Regions from separate parts of the Mus musculus genome. Here all the other regions are linked to region 4. The links are chromatin contacts, called in public Hi-C and HiChIP or PLAC-seq maps. All regions are on one chromosome and are shown on one strand. The core of a region is the stretch at or near the end of the contact, and the rest is flanking DNA. Distances in the headings are between cores, read along the strand shown.

The links. A called contact is a pair of places that touch in the nucleus more often than the background predicts. HiChIP or PLAC-seq counts read pairs in DNA pulled down with a chosen protein or histone mark.
Region 1: a contact with region 4 is called in a Hi-C map of neutrophils, with 6 times the contacts expected there. The contact joins the enhancer-like site here to the promoter of Rbm17 in region 4. A contact is called at or near these places in 14 of 39 promoter capture datasets (the 3T3-L1 cell line, 3T3-L1-derived adipocytes, the C10 cell line and 9 more), 5 of 15 datasets of contacts at CTCF or cohesin (CD8 T cells, embryonic stem cells, large pre-B cells and 2 more), 56 of 484 Hi-C or Micro-C datasets (B cells, the Ba/F3 cell line, the C10 cell line and 39 more), 35 of 115 datasets of contacts at active chromatin or transcription factors (the 230-238 cell line, DN3 thymocytes, the HPC-7 cell line and 22 more) and 5 of 9 other capture datasets (adipose tissue, embryonic stem cells, liver and 2 more).
Region 2: an H3K4me3 HiChIP or PLAC-seq map of bone marrow-derived macrophages shows a contact between it and region 4, with 4 times the contacts expected there. The contact joins the enhancer-like site here to the promoter of Rbm17 in region 4. A contact is called at or near these places in 1 of 484 Hi-C or Micro-C datasets (pre-B cells), 4 of 115 datasets of contacts at active chromatin or transcription factors (the SCID.adh cell line, T-cell acute lymphoblastic leukemia, Th17 cells and 1 more) and 2 of 9 other capture datasets (adipose tissue and liver).
Region 3: a Hi-C map of muscle stem cells shows a contact between it and region 4, with 5 times the contacts expected there. The contact joins the promoter of Prkcq here to the promoter of Rbm17 in region 4. A contact is called at or near these places in 6 of 39 promoter capture datasets (the HPC-7 cell line, hematopoietic stem and progenitor cells, hippocampal neurons and 2 more), 2 of 484 Hi-C or Micro-C datasets (muscle stem cells and pre-B cells), 3 of 115 datasets of contacts at active chromatin or transcription factors (the SCID.adh cell line, bone marrow-derived macrophages and regulatory T cells) and 2 of 9 other capture datasets (adipose tissue and liver).

The regions. Positions count from the first base shown.
Region 1 is chr2:11,330,686-11,333,663 of GRCm38.p6, reverse strand. No RefSeq gene overlaps it. Among named protein-coding and RNA genes, the nearest start is that of Gm13293, 7.3 kb to the left of the region's middle. Within about 2 kb of position 1,438, at least 134 of the 459 cell types and tissues checked have an H3K27ac peak or open chromatin away from gene starts, as enhancers often do. A contact at or near this core is called in the 230-238 cell line, B cells, the Ba/F3 cell line and 24 more, where this site is marked.
Region 2 is chr2:11,191,132-11,194,071 of GRCm38.p6, reverse strand. The region is part of intron 1 of Prkcq (protein kinase C, theta); the gene reads right to left. Among named protein-coding and RNA genes, the nearest start is that of Prkcq, 20 kb to the right of the region's middle. Within about 2 kb of position 1,426, at least 114 of the 459 cell types and tissues checked have an H3K27ac peak or open chromatin away from gene starts, as enhancers often do. A contact at or near this core is called in the SCID.adh cell line, T-cell acute lymphoblastic leukemia, Th17 cells and 4 more, where this site is marked.
Region 3 is chr2:11,170,757-11,173,789 of GRCm38.p6, reverse strand. It overlaps Prkcq (protein kinase C, theta), which reads right to left and starts at 1,408. Exons shown (of 18, transcript NM_008859.2): 1 at 1,330-1,408.
Region 4 is chr2:11,601,822-11,604,615 of GRCm38.p6, reverse strand. Rbm17 (RNA binding motif protein 17) reads left to right here and starts at 1,417. Exons shown (of 12, transcript NM_152824.1): 1 at 1,417-1,531.

The sequences.
Region 1 (2,978 bases), core at 189-2,688, 270 kb after region 4:
AGCTATTGATGGGGCCTTGGGCTGCATCATCCTGGGCTAGCCTGGCAGCCAGTGCCCTGGAGCCAGCACAGGGCCCCTTCATTCTCTTTCTTTTTCTTTGGCACAGAGAGTGTCTTGCGACAGGTTGAATAAGCAGCCTGAAGGTTTGCCAGCGTCATGAGATGAGGAAGCACAGCAAGAGAAAAAGCGGGAGGCTGGGCTGTAGGGGAGGGGCAGCGGAAGCTTGCCATCATGTGGTTTAAATGGCTCAAACGCGATTAAAGGCGGGCATCAGTGCAAGCCCTTTAGCCTTCCAGGAAGCCTGGCCCTTCCCTTGGGTTGTTTGTTTAGCATGGTCTGGTGGGCTGGTTTGGTTACTTCCCCAAACTCATGAGCAAAGAGTGTTCTAGGTAGAGCGGGGATGTGGTCATTCCAGCCACGGAGGCAACTGAATTTAGGGTACCTGCATCTGAACTTAAAAACTCTAGGTCCAATCAAATTGTCACTGTGAAAAATGTCTGACACAGAGGGGACCATACCGAGTAGAGATGGAGGGAGAAGTAAGTGCTAGAGTTTTGTGTTCTTTTTTCTGCCGCTAGTATGTGGAAACAAATTTGAGCGCACATCTCGTGAGGTGCACATGAGACTGGAGAGAAAAAGCAGCGTTGAAGTTATTAGGCCAGCAGAAGGAACCGGGGTTGGATCGCTGCATTAGATCTGAGCTGAGTTAGTGACCACATGGAGATGTCCCTCATAACTCTCTTCCTAAATTTTCTCACCAAAACACCCAAATCCTTCTGCCCTGGCTTTCCTTAATTTACAACATGACCCCCTTTTAGTGCCCTACGCAGTTAGCTACAGTCTACTCTCTGTCTTCTTCACTCCCTGATCTTAGGGGGAAGACGTCATGGTGTGTTGGTTGATTCTAGAAACCTTGCGACACAGCAGGTGGCTGCAGAGGAATTACTGGTAGTGAAAAATAACAGCCAGCCCCCACCCCTTCTCTTGCAAGTGTCAGGAAGAGGAAGTGACATAGGAGAGTAGACAGCTTGCATTACAACATGGGAGGGTGAGTACCATATCAGGAGACTGACCATGTCTCAGATACCCATGGACAATGCCACTCCTCACTTGGTAAATGACAAGAGTGAAGCTCACTTCAGTTGGTAAGTTTATGGGTCTTCTGCACGGGAGCATTTAAGAAACTCAGCAACAACTATCTCCTGGTTGGCGAACATCTTCTTAGGTGCTGAAAGCATTGCTCATCAGCTCTCTCCTTTCTAGAACCTACTATCTGTGGCTCTTCCTGGGGAATTGTAAGAGAACTGAGCAGACCATGACCCCAAACTCTCTGTCAGCAACAGTATTTGCACTGTCATCTGTAGTGTTCTTTGCTGGTTTCAGGGAGGTTTGCACTGGTCTGTTTGTGTGACCTGAGTGTTTACCCAGTGAATACAATCAATACGATCCTTTCATTGATGAAGAGACTGAGCTCAGGAGGGCAAAGAGCTCCACAAAGACCTGTCTACTGAGAGTCCTTGATCACATGACCTGAGAGGCTCGCTGTCAGGGCTCTGAATCACTTTATGACAAGCAGGTTTTCCCCTTTATTTCCTACAATACACCCCATTCACTAGTATTTATTAATTGTACACAGTAATAATGGGCTCTATTGTGACATTTTGTCCTTGCATCGTACCATCCTTTGGCTAGACATCTTTCTATTACTCTCTCTCTCTTTTTTTTTTTTGAGACAGGGTTTCTCTGTATAGTCCTGGCTGTCCTGGAACTCACTTTGTAAACCAGGCTGGCCTCGAACTCAGAAATCCGCCTGCCTCTGCCTCCTGAGTGCTGGGATTACTCTTGTAGATTGCCCTCAAGCTTCCCTTGAAGGATGCTCACGGTGAAGGAAGGAAGGAAGCAGGAGAATCCAGTTCATTTTGGTTCACAAAACGTTTTCGACGGCAGTAGCATCTTCTGTCACGTTCCTCTGCTGCCCTCTAGTGGTGATCTAGCCTCAAGTTATGTGCGTGAGTGTGTGTGATGTGTATGGTGTGTGTGCATGTATGTGTATATGTGTGGTATGTGTGATGTATATGGTATGTGTGTGGTGTATATGGTGTAATGTGTATGGTGTGTGTGCATGTGTGTGATATGTATGGTGTGGTGTGTGTGATGTGTATGGTATATGTGTGTATGTGTGAGATGTGTATGGTGGGTAGTGTGATGTGTATCGTGTGTGTGTGTGTGTGTGTGTGTGTGTGTGTGTGTGTGAAGGCTAATCTTTATTTTCAACCTGATGGGATTTAGGATCATTCTGGAAACAGATACCTGGGTTTGTCTGTAAAGTACTATCTAGATTATATTAATTGAAGTAGAACCCACCCTGAATGGTCTGGGTTGGAGTCTCTGACTGAACAGAGGAGAAATAGAGCTGAGCAGCCTCAGGCACCACTCTGCTTCCTGAATGCAGAATGTGTGACCCGCTGCCCCACACAGCTGCTGTCCTTTCCCACTGTGGACTGCATCCTTGGAACTGTGAGCCACAACAACCCTTCCTTCCTTGGGATGCTCTTCTCAGGTCTATCTTAGCATTGACTCAAGTGATGAACCCAGTCAGTGTATATATACAGAAGAGAAATATATATATATTTCCCTCCCTCCCTCCCTCCCTCCCTCCCTCCCTCCCTCCCTCCCTCCCTCCCTCTTCCCCTCTTCTGCTTCTCTTCCTTCCTTCTTGTAGCAGTTCGTATTAAAACCGCTCCATGCTCCCAGGTGGGTACTCGAGGCTCCCCTGGACCAGCCAGAGTGCTCTGTATTCACGAATGAAAGACAACAAACACGCTGCGATATTTTAAATATGCCTTAAGTAGCCCAATGGCTGGGCCACTCCTGAACCTCCCTGTGGCTAACACACTCACTTCAGATATTCTTGAGTTATTACTTTCTAAAATCTATCCTGCATCTCTGCTACCCCAGATCCAAATGGGGAGTGGCCC
Region 2 (2,940 bases), core at 177-2,676, 410 kb after region 4:
GCCACATAAACCTGATGTTTCAACTGTGGATCATAGTTTTTCATAGTTTCGGGAGAAACTATGAAAAAAAAAAAACCCAAAAAACAAAACAAAACAAAACAAAACAAAACAAAAACAAAAACAAAAAAAAAACCCTTAGGCAGCTGCATGCACCTGCAATCCCAGAATTTTTTGAGGTAAGAAGAGACAAGAGGTGCACACAGGCGAGGCCTGGGGGCCATCTGGCCTGCACCACGCAGAAAAACAGCAAGGAAGAACATGTCAGACTTTGCCTCCAAACAAAGGTGTAAATCTAGACTCATGAACTCTTTTAAGTATGTGCAAGATAATCTCTCACGCATGTACTTAAATTTTAAAGGGAATTCACTCCATCAATATTTAAGGGACACTCTCACAACAGCATTTATTCCTGTTTCTTACAAGCACATCCTTCTAAATTGCCTGGGATTTGGTTGAAAAGAGCCCTGAGTCCAACAAACCTCCCTTCACAGCTGCTAAGATAAAAACAGACATACAATATTTTTAAAATAAAATTAAAAAAAAAAAAAAGCTTAGTAAACACAGGGAGGAGACATATGCAGAAACCCACAACTGATTTAATTTGCAAAACCACACCGCCTTAGCTCAACTAGAGTGAAGATGATTTAGATAAAATACAACCAGAAAAGGGAGATAGCGGATACCGGGTAAGCAACACAGCTGATGCTGTAGCAGGAAACGCTCTGGGCGGGAAGTGAAGATCAGAAAAACTTTCTACATTGGCTTTGTTTCAAGATGCTGGAGGCAATCACTGCTCATTGGAAGAAGGTATTAACTTGTCTCTGTGGGAGAATCCTCACCTTGATGCAGGAAGGAAAACAAGACTTGTTAAATTGAAGCTGTGGAGTCTGGAGCTACCTTCATCTTTGCGTGCAAAGACCTGAGGAATTTCTCAAGAGGTGGATTGTATCTTTAGGGTGTAAGAAAAGAGGGCAAGAAAAACTCCGTGTAGAAACCAACGACTGTGGTTCCTTTCCCAGGAAGTATTTGCAGAGTAGATTACAAGCATAAATGACCATAACCGCACAGCAGGGCAAAACTGCCTCTGGAGGTGACACAGGCTGAAGGTCAAAGGAGAACAGAAAGCGAAAGCTTTTCTGTCTGAGCTTTATTTATGAGTTGGAATTCACTAAGCCATTCTCAAGCATTCTGCTGCTCATTTTCCTAGCTGTGAAATAATTCAGCCATAGGCAATAAAAGGTTAAGGATCAAAAGTGAAAGCAGAGATGAACCTTATGAATAAGGATTACAGCTGTCGGCTTAGGTAAGAGAAGATTCACCTAGGAGCTGGCATTCACTGCCCACTACCAAGACCCAGGCGCTATGTAGTAACAAAAGAATCCAGGGTAGAAAAAGAGAGTCACGTGTGCTTTGAGCCCTTCTAGAGGACCCAAGGGGAGCACTCAAGGATGTGTGGGTCTAGCAGAGAGGGTGGCCATGCTGCTTCTACGCTGTCTAATGGTGCCTTTGTTTTTCTTAACCATGATTTTGCGGCAGTGAGAATGTATGAGATTTTTTTTTTTCTGAGTCATACGTTAAACAATCTGAAAGCTGCTGGGGTTGCAGAAGTTCCCCTGAGCTTCCCAGCCTTGTCTGGATTCTTCAGGCACCGGCCATTACTCAACCTGCTCTCACCGAGCCCTGTTTGCTTTCTTCTCCAACAGACAGGTCTTCTGAGGGCTAGCTAGCATCTTCTCCTTTTATCCCTCTTTCCTCTCTATACACAAAATTATGTCCAATGTGGTTAGATATCTGATCAAGAAATATTTAACTCAAATAAGGCAAATTTAAAGTTTAAAATTAAAAAAATGTCCAGTTTCTGCTCATTGACTAAACCAGGCTAAGGTGTCGTGGAATGTCCACGGAACCTGGGTTTTTAAGGTGATCCGTGCCTTTCAAAGTCCTAAGGTGGCAGAGAATTTCAGGCATTGGAAAAGAATGTGGTGAAAATTTTCTACAATATTTTGTAGGAAGAAATGTTCCAAGGCAGTGGTTCTCCACCTGTGAGTCCCACACAACCCCTTTGGGGGTTGTCTATCAGATATTTACATTATGGTTCATAATAGTACCAAAATTAAAGTTATGAAGTAGAAATGAAATAATTTCATGATTAGTGGTCACCACAACATGAAGAACTAAGGGCCACAGCATTGGGAAGGTTAAGAACCACTGGTCTGAAGGGTTTCTTCCCAACAGGTTAGGGCACTTAGACTTATTTTATACCTTTCATAGTGTCTTCCCTTCTTCTATGACTGAATATATATATGATTGAAACCTAAAATCACTAGCTAGGACCTGGGGAAATGGCTCAGTGGAAAAGGGCCAGGTAAGGGTGAATACTTGATTTCTATGATCCCTGGCACCCTCTGGCTGTGGCCAAACACTTGGTCCATCACTTCAACACTGTCATGTCAGAGACTCACAAGTTGCCAGGCTAGCGAGGTAGCTCCACATTGAGTGAGAGGCCTGCTTCAAGGCAATGATGCAGAGATAATAGAGCAAGACACCCAGTGTCCTTCCCTGGCTTCTACATAGGCATGCACCTCCACATGTGTGCAGATACACAAGACTACACACACCACATATGCTTCCTCACATTCGCCAGACAAACAGAACACTCTAGCACTGGTGGGTCTGCTGTGGCAGGATGGTGACACTGAGGGAAGCCTTACTGACTGCAGCTCCCTAGAAAGAGGGTCATGAACGTCCTCTACCTAGGCAGTTATTGAATCTAATTTGTTTTCATGTATTCATTTCCAGGGCTAGTATGGATGTATTTGTTTATTTTTGAGGCAGAGTCGCTCACAGCCCAGCCTAGCCATGAACTTTCCTGTAACCAAGGTGACCTTGAACCTCTGATCCTCTTCGTTCTGTCTCCCAATCACAGGTGAGCACTACCAC
Region 3 (3,033 bases), core at 159-2,658, 430 kb after region 4:
AGAGAGCAAGCATCCTCATTTAAGCCTGCCATTTTACACATTCTCAAAGATAAGGGGGTGGGGGGTGCGGCGGGATGAAGATGATGTTTCACAAGGTTGGGGTGTGGGTGGGGTGAGGTACTCAAGATCTTAGAAAAGGACTACTCAGGCAAGGAAACAAGCCCTGGGGAGGAAGAAGCAGTGGTGGGCATGGCTTCCAGGACAAATGCACGGAGCCATTAAGTTCTGTTTCCTTGACTCCTGAATCCCGAGACTTTTCCTTTGCTAAATGAAAGGGACAAATGAACTGAGCTGAGAAGACAAAGGCAGATCCCCCATATCTTGTCTGAGGTTCATCACACAATTCCCCAGTCTAGGTCTGTGTTCTCAAAAGGCACCTGCAGCTTAAAGGACTGGGGCTTGGGCACAAACGGTCCATTTTTCCCACTGACAGCCCAAGCTCTTTCTCCCTCCCCCCCAACCCCCACCCCTGCCCTCCGCCCTCCCATCTCCACACATACCCAGCTGTGTCACCACTGAATAATCTTTTATTAGCACCATGGCCAGCCCACATAGTAGCAGGACAGCCCAGAGGACAGGGCAGCTCTGTGACGCTCCCCTTGCAGAGAACACCAGAATCACTAAGGTTCAGCCCGCCGTTGGACCTCTCTCCCACGCCCACATGGAGTCATTAAAGTCACCCGTGGTACTTTGATAATGCCAGCTCTTAAAACTCCAGTGGAACAAAGAGGTTGCATATAACAAAATGCATCTTAACATGTGACACTCAAAGCTAGAAAATAATCTTGTTCTAAGGAAGTGAATACCTCAACTTTTAAAATCAAACAACAAACAAACACCTAAAATACAACCTAGCCCCTGAAAAACAAAACAAAACAAACAAAAACCCGAATCAAGCGCTGCAGCAAATTCCCAGAAAACTAGGTGTTCTCCATGGACAGGTCTCCTAGGACAGAAAACACTCCTTACAAGTCTATGGTTTTGTTTTTGTTTTTGTTTTGTGGAGAACACATAAAGTTGCAACTGTTTCCTTTTTCCTAGCCTGCCTTTCCTCGGGTGCTAAGGAAACGCAAAGGAAGAAGGAAGCGCCCCTCAGTCCCTGACCCCAGCTTCCACTGGTCAAGGTCGCCAGCACACAAGAAACCAACGACTGGAGGAGCCCCAAAGTTTGCTTTTTCTCGATTTTGTTCTCACCCCTGTTACTCCTGACAGTCCCCTACCCTTTCCTGGAACACTTGCAAGAGACATTCGGGTGGCCCTTCAGGCCCTGATCTTTGGCACCTCCAGTCTGCTCACTCCTCGGTGGTAACTTGGGACCCTGGGTCCTACCTGGTGTCGCGGCCGCGGTCCCAGAGCAGCGCCGCTGTTGCTCGGATGGCGGGGACTGGCGCGGGCCTGGCGACCCAAGGGTACTCCGGTGGCGGCACCGGCCAGAGGGCGCTCGCCACGCCGGCTCAGGGACGCGCGCCTGGTTGCGTTCCGCGAGCGCTCTCGGCCTTCCTCCTGCTGGCTCTGTCCCCACCCTCCATCCTCACGCCTCACTGGCCACTTGTCGCTCTGCCGCGACTGGGACCCGGAGGCTGCAGGAGGTCTGGATGAAGCAGTCACCGGGCGGGGAGCGACGCCGCAGGCAGCGCGAAGCGGGACGGACGCCAGAGCCTCAGCCGCCTGAGTGCCAGAAAGGGGGGCGCGAGAGCAGTCTCTTCTTGCTTAGCTGAAAAACCATAAATGAGCAGCCAGTGGGAAGGGCTAAGGTCGCCGGCAGAAAGAAGTGTTTTATTTAATCCATTTTGCATTACAAAGGGCTTACGAGTTGCTTTTGTTTTGGTTTGCTTTTTAATTACCTACGAGTGTGTTTGGACACAGCTCTGTAGTGGCATAGAGGCTTCTTGGTGGAGTCTTATGAATGATTTTTGATGTTTTGAACTGCTGTAAACTGTACAGCATTTCGGCAGCAACTTTTCGTCACTAGGGTGTATTTGTCTTTTTAAGAGTTTTTATGCCATGCTGCTAATGTTCATGATTGTCTCTATAACAAGGGGTGGTAGATTTTCGCGCACTTAATAAAATTACATTTTTGTTGTGCAGTACAGGAAGGCCAGATTAGTATGAGAATTTAAATAGTAACACTATTTAAATACTCCACCCTACCCCATGTTCTCCTCAGCAGGCTTCTGGTTACTGACATACATCATCTTTAAATGGCCACAGGTACGGAGAGTTTCAGCTTCTAATGTGACTCTACAGATGACACTGAGACATGGAAGTGCTTGGTGACTTGATCAACTGATACTTGGGGCTGTGTTAAGAAGCCACAAATGGCGATACTTCCCTATAATGTATATGAACCATCAAAACCAATGCACAGAGTTTTAAAGGTTACAAAAATATTTGGCCAAAATTAATCCACTTTGCCATTTGTTGATACATAAGCACTGAACTAGCCCACAAGTCAGGATCTTACAATACAGAGGCTGTGCTTCCAGCCCTGAAGTATGATGACCTCAGGACATCAAAGTCTGGCACATAGTAGGCCTCCATTATATTTTGGCTATTACATTTGGCAGAAAAGTGTGTCATGCCTGGGAACAAGGTCAAAGGGCTGGAGTGATGGTCCCCACTTCTGCCCCAGTCTGTGACTGCTAAGGATCCTCTTGTTCAAAGATGAAAGGACTGGCTTCTCCAGCCAGTCTTCAGTAGATCCTACTGGGTTGGGGAGAAATGACAGAGTGATCACACAGCTATGCCTTAAGTCAGGAAACATATTCTCCATGACTATGTTTCCCACTGAGTATTTTAGGAGATTAAATATATGCAGGGGCTTAGGGACCTTCATATGTCCTCTGATTAATTATTTAAAACACATTGTAGAGACTCTACTACTGACCATCCACAGCCTGTTTCTGTAAATCAGGCTTCAATTGCTTTTAAAAGGTTATATACAAATGACAGGATGTTGGCAACATAGTAAATACTTATACATAGTAGGCCTGTGGTGGGAAGAATTACATACATTGTTCATTCTACCTTCAT
Region 4 (2,794 bases), core at 168-2,667:
GACCAGGCTGGCCTCGAACTCAGAAATCCCCCTGCCTCTGCCTCCCGAGTGCTGGGATTAAAGGCGTGTGCCACCACGCCTGGCACTTTCAGAATTATTTGAACACTTTCTTGTAAATCAGATTATAATGTTGGTGTGTTCACTTGTGTAAGGTCCACCTCCACAGTTTTATGATGGCTATTCCTGGTTTTCAACTCGACTACATCTGGAATGAACTACAATCCAGAAATGGAGGGCACACAGGATCTTGAGGCTGGAAGACACAGGCTGCTGACCCAGATCTTGACATGGAGATCATGAGACAGCCCAGGCAAGGTAGTGCACAACTTTAATCCCAGGACACTGAGGCAAGCAGTTCTCTGAGTTCAAGGCCAGCCTGGGACAAAGCAAGTTCCGGATCCAGGTGTGGAACTTGAGGACATAAAGACATTGGGAGAAAGAAGATTGACTCACTCCTCGTCACCTTCTTGCACTTACTTGACAGCATCTCTGTTGGAACCGATTTCTTCAGATTGTAGCTTAGACAGAAGACCAGATGAAACAACCTACTTCGTGGGACAGAGCAACTACTAGATTCTTGGGTTTCCCATTCACAGCTGCCCATTGTCAGGTTAGTTGGACTGCAGAGTGTAAATCATTGCAATAAATTCATTTAATATATATAGACAGTCTATAGGTCCTCTGACTATAGAGAACCCTGACTGATACATTTTTCAGCTTGAATTCACCACCACCACCACCCTTTGCGGGGGGGGGGGGGGGTTGTTGTTATTGTTGCTGTTTTTCAAAATAGGGTTTCTGTGTAGTCCTGGCTGTCCTGGAACTCACTATATAGACCAGGCAGGCTTTGAACTCAGAAATCTCTGTCTCTGCCTCTCAAGGGCTGAGATTAAAGGCATGGGTCACAACTGTCCAGCTATAGCTTGAAATAATTTTTACATGCAACCAAAAATATGGGGAAAACATATTTACACAAAGCCCTGGTTTCTCTGACCTTTCTTTTGCCATTTGCTGCATTTTTATTCCAAGCGAGCAAGGTTTATAGTGTTTACATTCTTTCTCTGAAGACCTAGCTCAGTGTGTGTTTTTAATGCTATTAGATTCTGCAACATCTCGCCTGCAAATTTATTTCCACCATTTAGTATATAAGGGAATAGTTGGGAGTGAATACCTGGAGCCTAGTAGGGGATTCGGCTCCTACTCCAAGGTCAGAAGGCACATGAATCTCGAAACCTTGTGCCAATGGCGCCATCTCTTGGCCGGCAGAGAGGAGATGCAATGTAGTCCTCCCGTCAGCAGGGTGCAGTGCGAGCCGGAGAGTGCAGCTTTGCTTCCGCGAGTCACACGCAGGCGCAGACGTGGACTCCCGGCAGCCTCCGCTCTCTTACCCCGCGCGGTGCATCCCTTTGCGGACTCCGTGGAGGCTCGGCGCTGCGGCGGACTCCGGCGGTGGGCGGGCTTCCGCGCAGGGCGGCCGGGCTCCGCGCTGCCGCCGCCGTGGCCCATGGGCACAATCGTCTCGGAAGGCCGGGTGAGTGGCGCCGCGGCGGCCCTGGCAGGCGGTCTGATCCGGAACGTAGACTCGGGTGTGCGCGCCTTCACGGATGCGCTGGACGCGAGGCCGCGGCTCTAGGCCGCGCCGTGAGGGGCGCGGGGATGCGGGCGGGGCACCCCGAGCTGCCCGGGGGGTTCCCAGCCCTCCACGTTGGGCTCCTTCAGCCTGCCACGTTCCACCGGGCCACCTAGATCCCCCCTTCACCAGTCCCGATCCTCTTGACAGTGAAGAAAGTACCTTTCTCCTCTTCATGGCCCATGCCCAGACCAAGTTGTTGGGTCGCAAGACCGCAGTAACCCAGACTGCGTCGGGCCTCAGGAATGGAGAAGCCAAAACACAAACCCCAAAACTTGTTTCCTTCCAGAGCACCTGAAGTGAAGGTTGAGGCCGTTGTCTCACCGGGACAGAGAGTGTCTGTTGTAACCCCCGGCATGCTCAGGCCTGCGCTAAGGGGAGTTTTAGCGTTCATGTCCCTCCGCTAGCTTTCGAGCTTCTTCTGCTTGGACCAGTTGTGCTCTGAATGAGTGCTGCAAGCTCAGTAAGGTGCTTCTCCAGGGGTTAGATCTCTAAGAAGCTCGTTGGAAAACCCAGGCCTGGATTGATCCGAAGAACCAGATTACAAGCTGGAAAGACCTGGAAGAGGAGTTTTATTACAAGTGGAAAGGCTGCACCTATGAGGAAGAGGGAAAGCAAGAGCAGAGAAGCGCTGTAGAGTATTCTGCAGTTTAAGGCTGTGACAGAGGATGAAGAGGGACTTAGAAGGGTGATCAGTCAGACCTTCCTTTGAGAAGTCAGGAAGGGGGGACCATTGACATAAGTTCTTGTTATAATTCTGCTTGTTCTGGGAATAGGTGAGGCCTGTCTCTCTGCAACAGGTGGCTCTTTTAAATCATGGGGACACATTTATACTGGGCTGAGCTGTAAACATTTCGAGATAACAAATTTTAGTAAATATGAGTAATGGAGCCCAGGGTGGCAATATGTCTGGAATTCCAGTGCTTGGAAGGTGCAGGCAGGAGATTAAGAGTTCCGAGGACAAGCCACACGTGGAAATCACATGTGTGATTTCCTACAGGCGTCATTTTTCTCCTACCATATGGGTTCTTGTTGACCCCCTGATTTGTTATTATGTACCTCCTCCCCCCCACCACCTGTCCCCCGCATAAATTTTTCACACATCTTTCCAACAGGGAAGAGTTCCCTCTAGTAGGTCATTCTACAAGTCTTTCAGAACAGTAG